2 separate regions of the Anas platyrhynchos genome follow, and region 2 is linked to region 1. Evidence: chromatin contacts called from public Hi-C data. All regions are on one chromosome and are shown on one strand. The core of a region is the stretch at or near the end of the contact, and the rest is flanking DNA. Distances in the headings are between cores, read along the strand shown.

Evidence for each region. A called contact is a pair of places that touch in the nucleus more often than the background predicts.
Region 2: a contact with region 1 is called in a Hi-C map of subcutaneous adipose tissue, with 1.8 times the contacts expected there. The contact joins the enhancer-like site here to the promoter of APLN in region 1. A contact is called at or near these places in 3 of 8 Hi-C or Micro-C datasets (liver, skeletal muscle and subcutaneous adipose tissue).

The regions. Positions count from the first base shown.
Region 1 is chr10:8,919,337-8,925,077 of IASCAAS_PekinDuck_T2T, reverse strand. APLN (apelin) reads left to right here and starts at 2,828. Exons shown (of 3, transcript XM_072042819.1): 1 at 2,828-4,702; 2 at 5,103-5,265; 3 at 5,362-5,741. The coding sequence starts at 4,183. The coding sequence ends at 5,260. It overlaps XPNPEP2 (X-prolyl aminopeptidase 2), which reads right to left and starts at 884. Exons shown (of 21, transcript XM_038184537.2): 1 at 750-884; 2 at 517-590; 3 at 302-412; 4 at 154-217; 5 at 1-9. The coding sequence starts at 795.
Region 2 is chr10:8,961,037-8,966,362 of IASCAAS_PekinDuck_T2T, reverse strand. It overlaps BCORL1 (BCL6 corepressor like 1), which reads right to left. Exons shown (of 14, transcript XM_038184546.2): 2 at 3,643-3,781; 3 at 2,220-2,310; 4 at 1-1,959. The coding sequence starts at 3,728. Among named protein-coding and RNA genes, the nearest start is that of BCORL1, 8.6 kb to the right of the region's middle. Within about 2 kb of position 2,957, at least 2 of the 8 cell types and tissues checked have an H3K27ac peak or open chromatin away from gene starts, as enhancers often do. A contact at or near this core is called in subcutaneous adipose tissue, where this site is marked.

The DNA of each region.
Region 1 (5,741 bases), core at 1,579-4,078:
CCACGGTGCCTGGGGTGGCAGCGAGGGCTCAGGCATCGCCTCTCCCCCCCCTGCCAGGCTCCCCCAGGTCCTGCAGGTGCCCCTGGGGACCCCCCCAGGGTGGGGAGCCCAGCGGCCTGGGGGTGGTCCCCGGGGTGGCGAGGATGCTCTCACCCGCGGAGCCGGTGAAGCCGGTGAGCCAGCCCAGACGGGAATCCCTCTCGGCGATGTACTCGCTCTGGAGAGGAGGATGGGGCCGTGAGAAATGGCCGGGGGGGGGCCATCCCGCACCCTGGGACATGGGGGGGGGCTGTCCCCTTACCATGTGGGCGTCCGTGGAGGGCACGATGTAGGCGTGGGCGCTGTGGGCGCGCATGGCGTCCCGCAGCGCGGCGAGCCGTGCCGTGGTGTTGGTGGCCGTGGGGGGCAGGTACTGGTGGTGGGGGCATTTTGGAGGTGGTGTTTTTTTTTTTTTTTTTTTGGAGTGGGAGCCCTGCATGGGGCTCCCTGGGGGGTGTGGGCGCTGTGGGGACTCACCGGTGGGTCCACAGAGCAGTTCCGAATGTCGGTCCAGGGGGAGGCGGCTTGCTGCGAGTGTCCTGGGGGGCAGGCTGGGGTGCAGGGGGAGCCCAGAGCATCAGGAGGGGCTCCAGCTCCTGCTCAGCCTCGGGCAGAGGCACACGGCCCCTGGCACTCCTTGGGGCCACGATGGGGTCTGGATCTGGTCCCTGTCCCCCCCCGGCCCCACCACGGGGACGTCTCCCACGTACCCTGCAGAAGGAGCAGCCAGGCTGCGATCCACCGGGAGGGCTGCATGGCTGCTGGGCAGCCCCCGAGCTGCTGGCAGAGGAAGGGACGTTTGGTTTTGCTTGGATCCGGGGTCCCTCCTCCTGCGCCTTTGCCCCAGGGGCGGGGGGATGCCGGATGACAACCCCCGAGCAAATATGGGGGGGGGGTCGTTGCCCTATTCACTGAGTGCTTCTCCCTTCCAGATAACCAGATAACAGCAAACAGCCAAAGCCGCACAAAGTCCAAAGATCCTCCTGGAAGCAGAGGTGGAGCTGTGCCAGCTCAGCCTGGCACGAACCAGCTGCCCGGGCTGCTAACCCGGCACCGAGAGCTCTGTGGGGTGCTGCTGCGTCCCCCGTGCCCCCCGGGGAACCCCTTATCCAGAAATACCCCCCCAGGGACGAGGCTGTCCCGTGGAGCGGGGTTGTGGGCACGGCACCGTCCTCACCCGGCTCTGCGAAATGTCACCCCCGAGGTGGGGATGGGGTGAGGGCATCCGGGGTGCTGTGCAACGGCAAAGGGGCTGGGGGGGCTGAGCTGAGCTCCTGAACCTCTCTCCAGTGCGTGTGGAAGAGTTTTGGGGCAGCAGAAACACGTGCAGGGCCCCGAGTGGAAGCACAGCACGCCTTCAGCACGAGCGAGAGCGCTCTGGCTAACGGAGCGACGGGAAGAATAAATTCAGCTCCCGTTGGTGTGCCGGGCTTGAAAGGCTGGCGAAGGAGACAAAAGGAATATTTTAGCATCCTGACGAGACAGGAGGCACATTTGGCAGTGGCGTACAGGGGGAGGGAGCAGGCTGAGACACCAAACCATGCGCACGGCCTGGGGACCAGCGCCCGCACCCGAGGGCGGTGCCGGCTGGGCAGTGCCCTTCGTCCCTCTGAGCCCGTGTGCTCAGGACTCACCGTGGTCTCCACCTTGCAAAAAAAGCTGATGCGAGGCATAACGAGCCTGGAGCCCGGGGCCTGCCACGTTTATGGCACGCGTATTTCCTCTGGCTTGGTTTAATGACTGCTCCACCGCCGCTGGAGAGGAAGCCCGGCTGCAGCGGTGCCCGTCCAAGGGTGGTGGGTGCTGCCGGGGGGAGATGTGCGGTGCCAGCCCCCTCCAGCACCGTGGCAGCAGGACCTCGTGCAGCAGGATGCAAGCTGCTGGGCGGCTGGTAGGGCCTACAGTAAACAAACAGGTGCTTCACAAGCAAACCTCCCTGAGAAAACACCAGCTGGGCAGCGGGCTCCGTGCGATGGGCGGGGAGGGGGCTCTGCCGGCTCTGGCCCCAGTCCCGGGGCATCTCCCACGCGAGTTTTTGCCCCCCTTCCCCGGCTCCCTCCCCGCCGTGCCATCCAGCAGGCAGGGATGCTGCGCCCCGGGCCGTGTCGCTGGGGTGCTGCCGGCCACGAGGTGGCACCACGACCCTGCTGCGGGCTGTCCCCTGTCCCCTGTCCCCTGTCCCATCCACTGTCCCCTGTCCTCTGTCTCCTGTCCCCTGCAGAGCCCGGGGGGAGCAGGGGGGAAGCGGCAGAAGCCAGAGGCATCGCCCCCGAGTCTGCAGCCACGCCGAGCCCGGGCGCAGTCGTGTCATGGATGGGTCGGGGGCACCTCCCCGGGTCCCCCTTTTGGGTTCTCCCCAGGCTGGGGCTGTGGAAGGGTCACGCAGGGGGGGTCCGTGCCCCCACAGCTCCGAGCAGGGGCAAGACAGGGCCAGGTGGGGGGACAGCAGTGACCCCGAAGCTGCCCGCGATTGTCACGGGCACAAAAAGTTTCTGCAGGATGCGTCGGGCAGGTTGTCACCGCGACCACCGGGCAGCGCTTTGCTTCCACCCTGGTAATTAGCAAACCGTGCTAATCACCAAATCACAGAACCAGCTGGATTGGGAGAGAGCTCCAAGACCACCCAGCCCAACCTCTGACCCGACACTTCCAAGCCCTCCACTAACCCACATCGCCAAGCTCGACATCTGCGGCGCATCCAAGGCGCTCCCCGGGCAGCGTCAACCGGACGAGGCTCATCCAGCGCCGCGCGTCCGGTGGGGCCCGGCCCTCCCGCGGGAGCTTTCCTCGAAGACGGGGCCGGAGGAAGGCTTGGGGGAGACATCCTCCCTTTGTGGGCTATTGTTAGCCTTCCGCCACCTGCGGGGCCACGGCGTGACTCAGGCCGGGGTGATGCGCCCGAGCAAACAGGACGCGCGCGGGGCGGGAGGGAGCCCGCTGCGGCCCCAGGAATGCGGAAGCGAGGGCGCTAAGTAGCTGATAGCCAGAGAAAAGCCCCCCCGTGATGGACAGGCTGGGAGATCCTGGCTGATGGACGCAATGGGGGGGACGTGGGGGTCGCTGCCGTGTCGGCAAAGCACCCCCAGGTCCTGCCCGTGTGGGTGTCTCGGCTTCCACCACGTGGGTGCCTGCAGGAGGTGTCACGTCGTGGCTGTGGGGACGTGGAGCTGTCACTTCCCTTTGTCCATCTGCGGATCCCCACTCGTGTCCTGGCCGTGCCTCAGTCGTTACCGTGTTGGTGGCCTTACAGGGGCAGTTTTGGGGTGCCTCGTGCGGGGGTCTTGCACCTCTGCTGCCCTGGTCTGCATGCAAGCATTGGGGTTGGAGGGGACCTCTCCATGTCACCTGGCATCCCCTGCTCAGGCAGGGGCACCCAGAGCAGGTTGCCCAGGACCACTTCCCACCTGCTTTTAAATCTCGCCAAGGGGGGAGGCCCCAGAGCCCCTCTGGTCACCCCCACAGTAACGCAGGCTCCCTGAAGGTCAGACATTAACACGCCGCGGTTCAGTTTTTGCCTCTTGCCTCTTGTCCTGTTGTCGTGGTCATCGTCTTCAGAAGAGCCTGGCTCTGTCCCCTTTGCGCTCTCCTTTCAGGCTCACAGAACAGGCCAGGTTGGCAGGGACCTCAAAGCCCACCCAGTTCCCACCCCCTGCCATGGGCAGGGACCTCTCCAGGTTGCCCAAAGCCCCAACCACCTTGGCCTTGAGCATCTCCAGGGATGGGGCACCCCCAGCTCCTCTGGGCAGCGTGTGCCAGTGCCTCACTGCCCAGAGCTGAGCGCAGGGCTCCAGGAGGGGTCTCAGGGGGGCAGAGCAGAGGGGGACAATCCCGTCCCTCGCCCTGCTGGCCACGCTGCTGTGGGTGCCGCCCAGGACACGGGTGGTTTTCTGGGCTGCCAGCACACGCTGCCAGCTCACGTCAAGCTTCTCATCCACCAACACCCCCGGGTCCTTCTCCTCAGGGCTGCTCTCAATTGCTGGGCGCAGAGGCGAGACCGAACACCTCCCCTTTCTCCCCTCCTAAAAACGGGGTGAGGTTTCCCCTCTTCCACTCAAAGGAGACTTCACCTGACCACCACGGCTTCCCAGACCCGACGGGGAGAGGCTCGGCAGCTACACCCCCCGGCTCCCTGGGGACCCTCGGATGCGCCCCACCGGCTGCCCCCCGCCTTGTGCACGCTCAGCCCGGTGCCTACCGCGGGGCTCAGCATCCCCGGAGCGGCACCGGGGGGGACGTGGCCAGGACGGCAACGGGGGGGTCCCGGAGGGCCGGGGGGGGGGCTCAACCTCTGCGGGCGGAGGGGGCGGAGCGGGGCGGGCGGCGGAGCCCCCCCGGGGCGGGCGTGCGGCGGGGCCGGGCCGGGCTCTCGCCGCCTACAAATGCGGCGATCCCGGAGCGGGGCCGCCACCGCCGCCGCCCCCGCCGCCTCCGCCGCTTCCCCCCCCCAGCCAGCGGCTCCCCCCCGTGCCCGGCGGAGCATGGCGGAGCGGCGCTGGCTGCTGCTGCTGCTGCTGCTGCTGCTGCTCTGCCTCGCCCTGGCCGCCGCCGCCGCGGGTGAGTGCGGGGCCCGCTGCGGGGCGGAGAGGTCGGGGGGGGGCGCGGCGGCTGGCAGGGAAGCGGCGGCCCCCGGGCGAGGGGGGAGGACAAAGCGCTTTTCAGGGAGGTAACAAACCTCGCTCTGTCCGCCCCCGGGGCTGCGGGGCCGGGAGCCGGCCCGCCCAGGGCCCCCGCAAGCGGCCGTGCCACCGGGTGCCGGGGTCCCGTCGGGTGCGCAAAGGGCGCAGCGCCCCCGAGCCCCCGCTGCCGGCCGAGGGCTGAGGGCTGGGGAGGTGGGGAGGGGGCTGCGGGGGGCTTCGGGGAGCCGGGCGGCTTTGGGGTGGGCAGAGGGAGCCGAGTCGGGGCCGTGCCGTGCCCGTGGCTGCGCTCCCTGCAGGTGGCCCGGCGGCTCCAAAGCCAGGAGGGCGCCGCAGCATCCCCATCCCTCGCGCAGGTGGTGGTGGATTTTTATTTTTTTTTTTTGGGGGGGTAAGGGGACACGGCTAACGCTCTTCTTGCCATCCCAGGGCCGCTGCCGGATGGGACGGGGCCGCAGCGGGGCCGCATCCGAGTCCTGGTGCGGCCGCGGGGTGCGCGGCGCGGGGCTGGGCAGCGGGCGGGTGGGTGGCGAAGGCTCCGCCGCCCCCGGCCCCGGCTGTCCCACAAGGGCCCCATGCCCTTCTGACCCAGGTGAGTGGCTGTGGGGCACTTTGGGGGGGAACTTGGGGACACCACACGGTGCTGCTGGGCTGGGGCTCATCCCACCGCGCTTCTCTCTCGTTGTAGGGTCGCCAGCAGCCCTCCAGGGACGCCTGCCCCACTGCCAGCCCTGCTCCCTAGCCTGGTCTGCTCGGCCCTAAGCCCCCTGCTTGGGGGTCCCAGCCGTGAGCCCTGGGCTGGCGACACCTCCACCACCGTGGCTGGCCCCGGGTTGTGTCCCGTGGGCGGCACCGTGTCCCCTCGCCGCCTCCCGGGCTTTGCCCCATGCCCGGCTCGCCGGGTCGGTGGGCTTTGCAAAAAGCACTTTGTAGGGCAGAGGAGCTCCCTCCCTGCCCCGTCCCTGTCGCCCACCTGCCCCGGCAGCGTGGCTGGGGAGGGTCTATTTATTCTCGTGGTGCTGACCCCGCCTGAGCTGCCCTCCCCTCCTTGGCCACCTCTGCAGGACC
Region 2 (5,326 bases), core at 1,708-4,207, 41 kb before region 1:
CAAAGCGGTGGTCTGAGGAGACGGACCTGCATTCAGCGGGGCTGAATTGGCCTGCTCCTCAGAGAGCTTGGGCAAGGCCCGGCAGCTCTTGCCCTTGGAGGCAGCTTCCACGGGCGGGAGCCTGGGCAGCCCCTCCGGCAGGCTCTGGGCTGCGGCGCTCGACTCCGTCGGCTGCACGCTCAGGAAGGTCGGGAGCTCGCCTGCACCAGCTGGCTTGCAGGAGCTGCTCTGGTTCGGGGGCAGCTGCCCTGTCGTGGAGATGCCAATCGAAAGCAGGGGGGTTTGATGATAAGGAGACCAGCCAAGAGGCAGGAGCTGAGGGTTGGAGGGTTTTCCATTCACGGGGCAGCGCGGGTACACACTTCCCTGGACGGGGTTCCAGGTGGAGATGTCCTTGGACTGACACAAAGGAGCTCCCGGAGTAACTCTGCCGTGAAGCCTCCTGGCAGGATCCTGCTGTTTCTCTGCTCCAGCTTGGTTGGCTTTCTTCCCGCAGGGAACCCCGGTGCTTCGAGGCTCTCCCTGGTCAATGATGGAAATAGGTTCCTGCTTGGGAAGGTGGCGCGGGTCCCTGCTGAAGCTCACGCCGGGGTCCTTGCTGAGCAGCAGGGAGGCAGGCACCGGGTTGGCGACGCCGACGTAGGTGCCCGGAATGGTGCTGATGAGCGTGGTGTTCTTCACCCAGGAGCCCTGCTCTCCGTTCCGCAGGAAGTCGGGGAAGATGACGAAGGGCGGGGTGGCGCTGAGACACGAGGTGACGCTGCTGCCCGTGCTTTGTGCTGCACGCTGGGACTTGGACAGGACCGTGGTGAGAAGCGCTTTGCCGCTGGTGTGCACGGGCGTGAGGATGGGCATCGGAGGTGTTTTGCGCTGGCTGGGCGGAGGCAGCTTCTGGCGATTGGACTTGGAGGAGAGATCGAGCGGCATCTCGCTGCACTCCGGAGAGGAGACCATCTCGCGCTCCAGCTGCGGAGGAGACTTCAGAGGAGAGACTGAAGTAGCGGTCCCCGGTGCATGCGGCTCAGGCGCTGCCGGGGCTCTGGCGTGCGTGCCAGTGCCAGAAGAGGGAGCAGTGCTTCCGCACGATGCTGCCGGTGCAGGCTGGCTGGGCGAGAGGGAAGGGCCAGCTGTGGACGGGGGAGCGCCCTCGGCAGCGGGCTGGGCACCACTTCCACCTGAAGGTGAAGAGCAGCTCAGCTCCACGGACACCACTTTGGCATCCGGAGCCAAGGGCCTGGTGACAGAGAAGGTGTAGGGGTAGGAGCGCAGCTCTGGGGAAGCAATAATGCCTGGAAGGCAGCGCTCGTGTAGGTAAGAAGGCAGGACAGGGAGGGTGAGCGTGGAGGAGACCCCTAAGGTGCTTGGAAGTGTAGCCACAGTGAGCGGCTGCCCGCAGCTAGGTGGTGGGATGTACACTAGCGACTGGCTCGGGCTCAGAACTGTCCCAGGCTGAAAGGACAGGGGCACTTTTTGCATAGCAGGGGCCTGAGATGTGGGAAAGCACACTCTACTCAACGTAAAAGTAGCAGGGGTGGAGGCTGAGGTGTTGCAGCCGGAAGCAACCACAGACAACGTCCCTTCTGCCAGCACTGCTGGCCCTTGTGCTCCAGTGCTCAGGGTGGTTTTCTCCTTCCCAGCAGGCTCGCTCTCTGGAGCCGCAGAGCAGGCTGGAGGAACGTCAGCCTGCTTGTCACTGGGAGGATCTGCAGGTGTCCAGGCAGCATCAGCACCACTGCTCTCCTGCTCAGCGGCTCTGGGGATCGCAGGCTCCTGCCCTCTGCCATCCCCCTGGCTTGCCAGAGGGCCCTGGACGTCATCTTTCACAGTCTTTCCCACACACTCTGCGTTCGGGTTGGGATCAGGCGGCTGCTCTTCCAGTTTGGGTCCAAGCTTTTCCTCCACCTTGCCGTCTGCATCCTGGGCACCGCTGCCATCACCGCTGACCGCTGTGAGCTCCACCTGCAACCAGAAGGGAGAAGATGACCCTGAGAAGCTGTGCAAGCTGTTTCAAGCTCCTAGCGAGGCAGGCAGGACGTTCTCCCCGTGTCCTGCGGGCAGGGCTCAGGAAGGCCATGCCAACAGCTCTTTCCAGCTTTGAGCATCGCTCTAAGTGCACCTGGGTGCATCCCTCTGGAGGGGGGGCCTGCAGGACCCCTTGGGTAGCTGTTCCATCAGAGAAAAGGCCCTCTCTGCCCCTGATGGGCACACAAGGAGCTCACCTTGGACAGGCTGCTGCTGACACAAAACTCTTGAGACCCCAAGTGCTGGGAGCTGCTCGTTTTAGACTCCTCATCAGAAAGGGGGGCTCTCCTGGGGGAGGAACAACAACCACAGCGTTACCACACCCGGGGCCAACCCCAACACCTCCCGCACCCCGTTATTAGGGCCAGCAGAGCAGCCTGCGGGCAGCAGCAAGCAGCGTGCTCCAGCTGCTCACCGGGGCTCCGAGCGGCACCGGGGCCGGGCCCGGGGCCCTGCTTCGGGGCCGAGGCGGCTCCACCCCGGCGGGCAGCGAGCGAGGCGCCAGAGGGCGCCCGAGCCCGGGCGGCCCAAGGAGCTGGACAGCGGGCGGCCGCCCCGCCCGGCCCGGCCCGGCCCGGCCCGCGAGGCCTCGGCTCCCCGCAGCCCCCGTGCCCGTTCCCCACACGGGAAGCCGGGGGCAGGTCCCAGCCGCCCGGCCCGGGCCCCGTGGGCTGCCCCGAGCGGCCCCTCGAGGCCGGCTGAGGCGCAGCGCGGCCGCCCCCCCCCCCCCCTTCACCCGCCCCCGGTGCCTCCACACAAGGGCCGGGGCCGGGCGGCCCGGTTGGGGCTCGGAGCAAAGCCCCGAGCGGTTGAGGAGAGGTGGCTGGAGGGCGACGCCGTCCTCTGGTTGTTATCTGAGGGCCGCAGACGATCCCTGCCCGCGCTTCTGCCCCAGATGAGGCTGGGCTCTTCCCTATCCCGCTCTTAGGGCTGGCGCTGGGAGGGCTCGCTGCCAAAAGCCTCCGCTGAGGAAGGCAGGGAGACGACGGGCACGCGCTGCCTGTGAGCCTGTGAAGCTTTCCAGGCTCTGGCAAACGTTCTGGGTGTGTGGAGCCTCCAGGAAGGCACCGACCCATCGGTTTGGAGAGCAAGAGCGAGCCTCGATCGATGCTGCCTCAGGGCCACTAATCCTCCCTCAGCTCCTGTTTGGTAGTGGCTTGTCACCGCTCTCCCACCTGATGGTTAGGTCTGCACTGACCCCCCCCGGGTCACTGGGAGCTCTTCTTAGTAGCTTGGCTTGCGGTGGGTCAAGCCTTTCACAGAATCACAGAATTTCTAGGTTGGAAGAGACCTCAAGATCATCGAGTCCAACCTCTGACCTAACGCTAACAGTCCCCACTAAACCATATCCCTAAGCTCTACATCTAAACGTCTTTCCCTTCAAGCCTCTTTCCTTTCCCTTGCGGTTAAGGGCACAAGTCTGACGAAGCTGATGGTGTGCACAAACAGCACAGCCCTGAGACCCACCGGTGCAGCCGAGGGGTCCTCTGCAGAAAGCAGAGACCTCACCCCTCGGCCCGATCCCCTACTAAAAGCAGCAGCCCCACCGGAGCCTCTCTCCCAGACCCCTCGCTCACGTTCTCCACCTCCTTCCCCCGGCAGGCCACCCACGCACCTCACCTCTCCTCGTTGAGGCCACACATGCGAATCCGCTCTGTGCTGGTCCAGTTGTGCACCCCGCTGTAGAGAGGTGCTGTAGAGATCATGACAACTGCTCGTCACCGACCAGGGCCTGCTGGGGCTCGAGGGGCCACTCTGCCTACAGAGAGCAAAAAAAAAAATAAATAAAAAATAAAAAGCGTAAACCAGAGGCTTGGTAACTCCTGCCAGGACGACCATTCAACCACGGTTATCCCCGTTGTATCATCAGGCAGGGTGGGTGTAACGTGCGAGATGCTTCAGGGCTGGAAGGCGACTGGAAGATATAAGCAGTGCCCCAGGACGGGATCCACAGTCCGCCCGTCCTCTTAATCAAAGATCTTTATTGCCCAAAAGCCTCCGGCTACCGCCTCGCGAGTTTCACACCGGTGAAACCTCACGAACAGGCGAATCCTTTGCAAGATTCCCCCGGTTTTCTTCCCGCTCCGGAGGAACCTCCAGCACAGGACAAAGAGCCTCGAGACAGACCTTCGCCCACGACGATGATGGCCTGGTCAAACACGGACACCCCCGAGGCTTCGTATTACTTCGAGAAACCAGCATGTGCCGGGTTCAACGCGGAAAAACTCAAACGAGGAAGCAGCTGAGGAACCCGAGGGGGGGGGCAGAGGTTTGCCAGCAGTGCCATCGGACGTGCCGTGATGCAAACACCTCCACGCCTCGGCACAACAGCACCTTCTGTCGGGAAGGTGCCGGTATTCAGCGGAGGTACGGGGTGAGGAGGGGGGGGGGGAAAACACGAGGAAACACAGAGACTTGCGAGCATCCGCGCTGCACCGTCGGCTGGGTGGAGCTTTTGAGGGAGGCTATCGCAGCCAATCGTGCAGCGCTGGGTGTTGGAGCATTAAGGCAGCTTTGCTGCTGAAGTCGTATCAGGGAAAAGGCGAGGAAAAGGAGGAGAGGATCTACGGCACGACGCAGCTCGGAGCCAGCAGGGACTGCCTGCAAACGGCGGAGATGCTGCCAGGGGGGTTCCCGATTCCGATGAATTGTAAACACGTGAAGGGAAAGCAGGCAAAGAGGCAGAGGGGTGTTCTTGGTGCAGCGGGGGAGAGTGGGAAGAGGCTAAAAGGGCCACGTGATCCCAAATCTCCGTCAGTTGTCTTTTCCCTGACAAAATCCTGGCGACACAAGCTGTGAACAGGACAAGAGGTGGCTCGCACGATCCCTTTATGCTGAGACCAGCTGCAGAGGGACCGTCAGGCCGAACTGACTGCACCCCCTGGCCGCAGCTGCTGCCAGGTGTCCTCGCCTAAGCCCGAGGATGCCAGTAGGGATCCTCTGAAAATGGAAAAGAAAGGCCAGGCGCGTAGGAGAAATGGGGGCAAGGCGCTTTGCTGGCTAAAAAAGAAGCGCCGGACACATCTGCACGTACGAGCGAGCAAAACGATGGAAAGGGGAGCCACGAGAAGAGGGGGGAAGCTACTGAGAGCCACGCTGTAAGAAGGAAGAAATACTCTATCATGGAAGGGGGAGCTGGGCCAATTCTAAGGCAGAGAGCAGGGTCATACCCAAAGAGAATGAGAGGTGGCTTGGAGCAGGAAGGGGAGGAGTCTTTCGATGCTTGGAGAGAAATGCAACATAAAGGAAATAGGGGAACAAACAATCTGCGGGGATTTCACCATCTTAGGCTAAACTGAAAGAA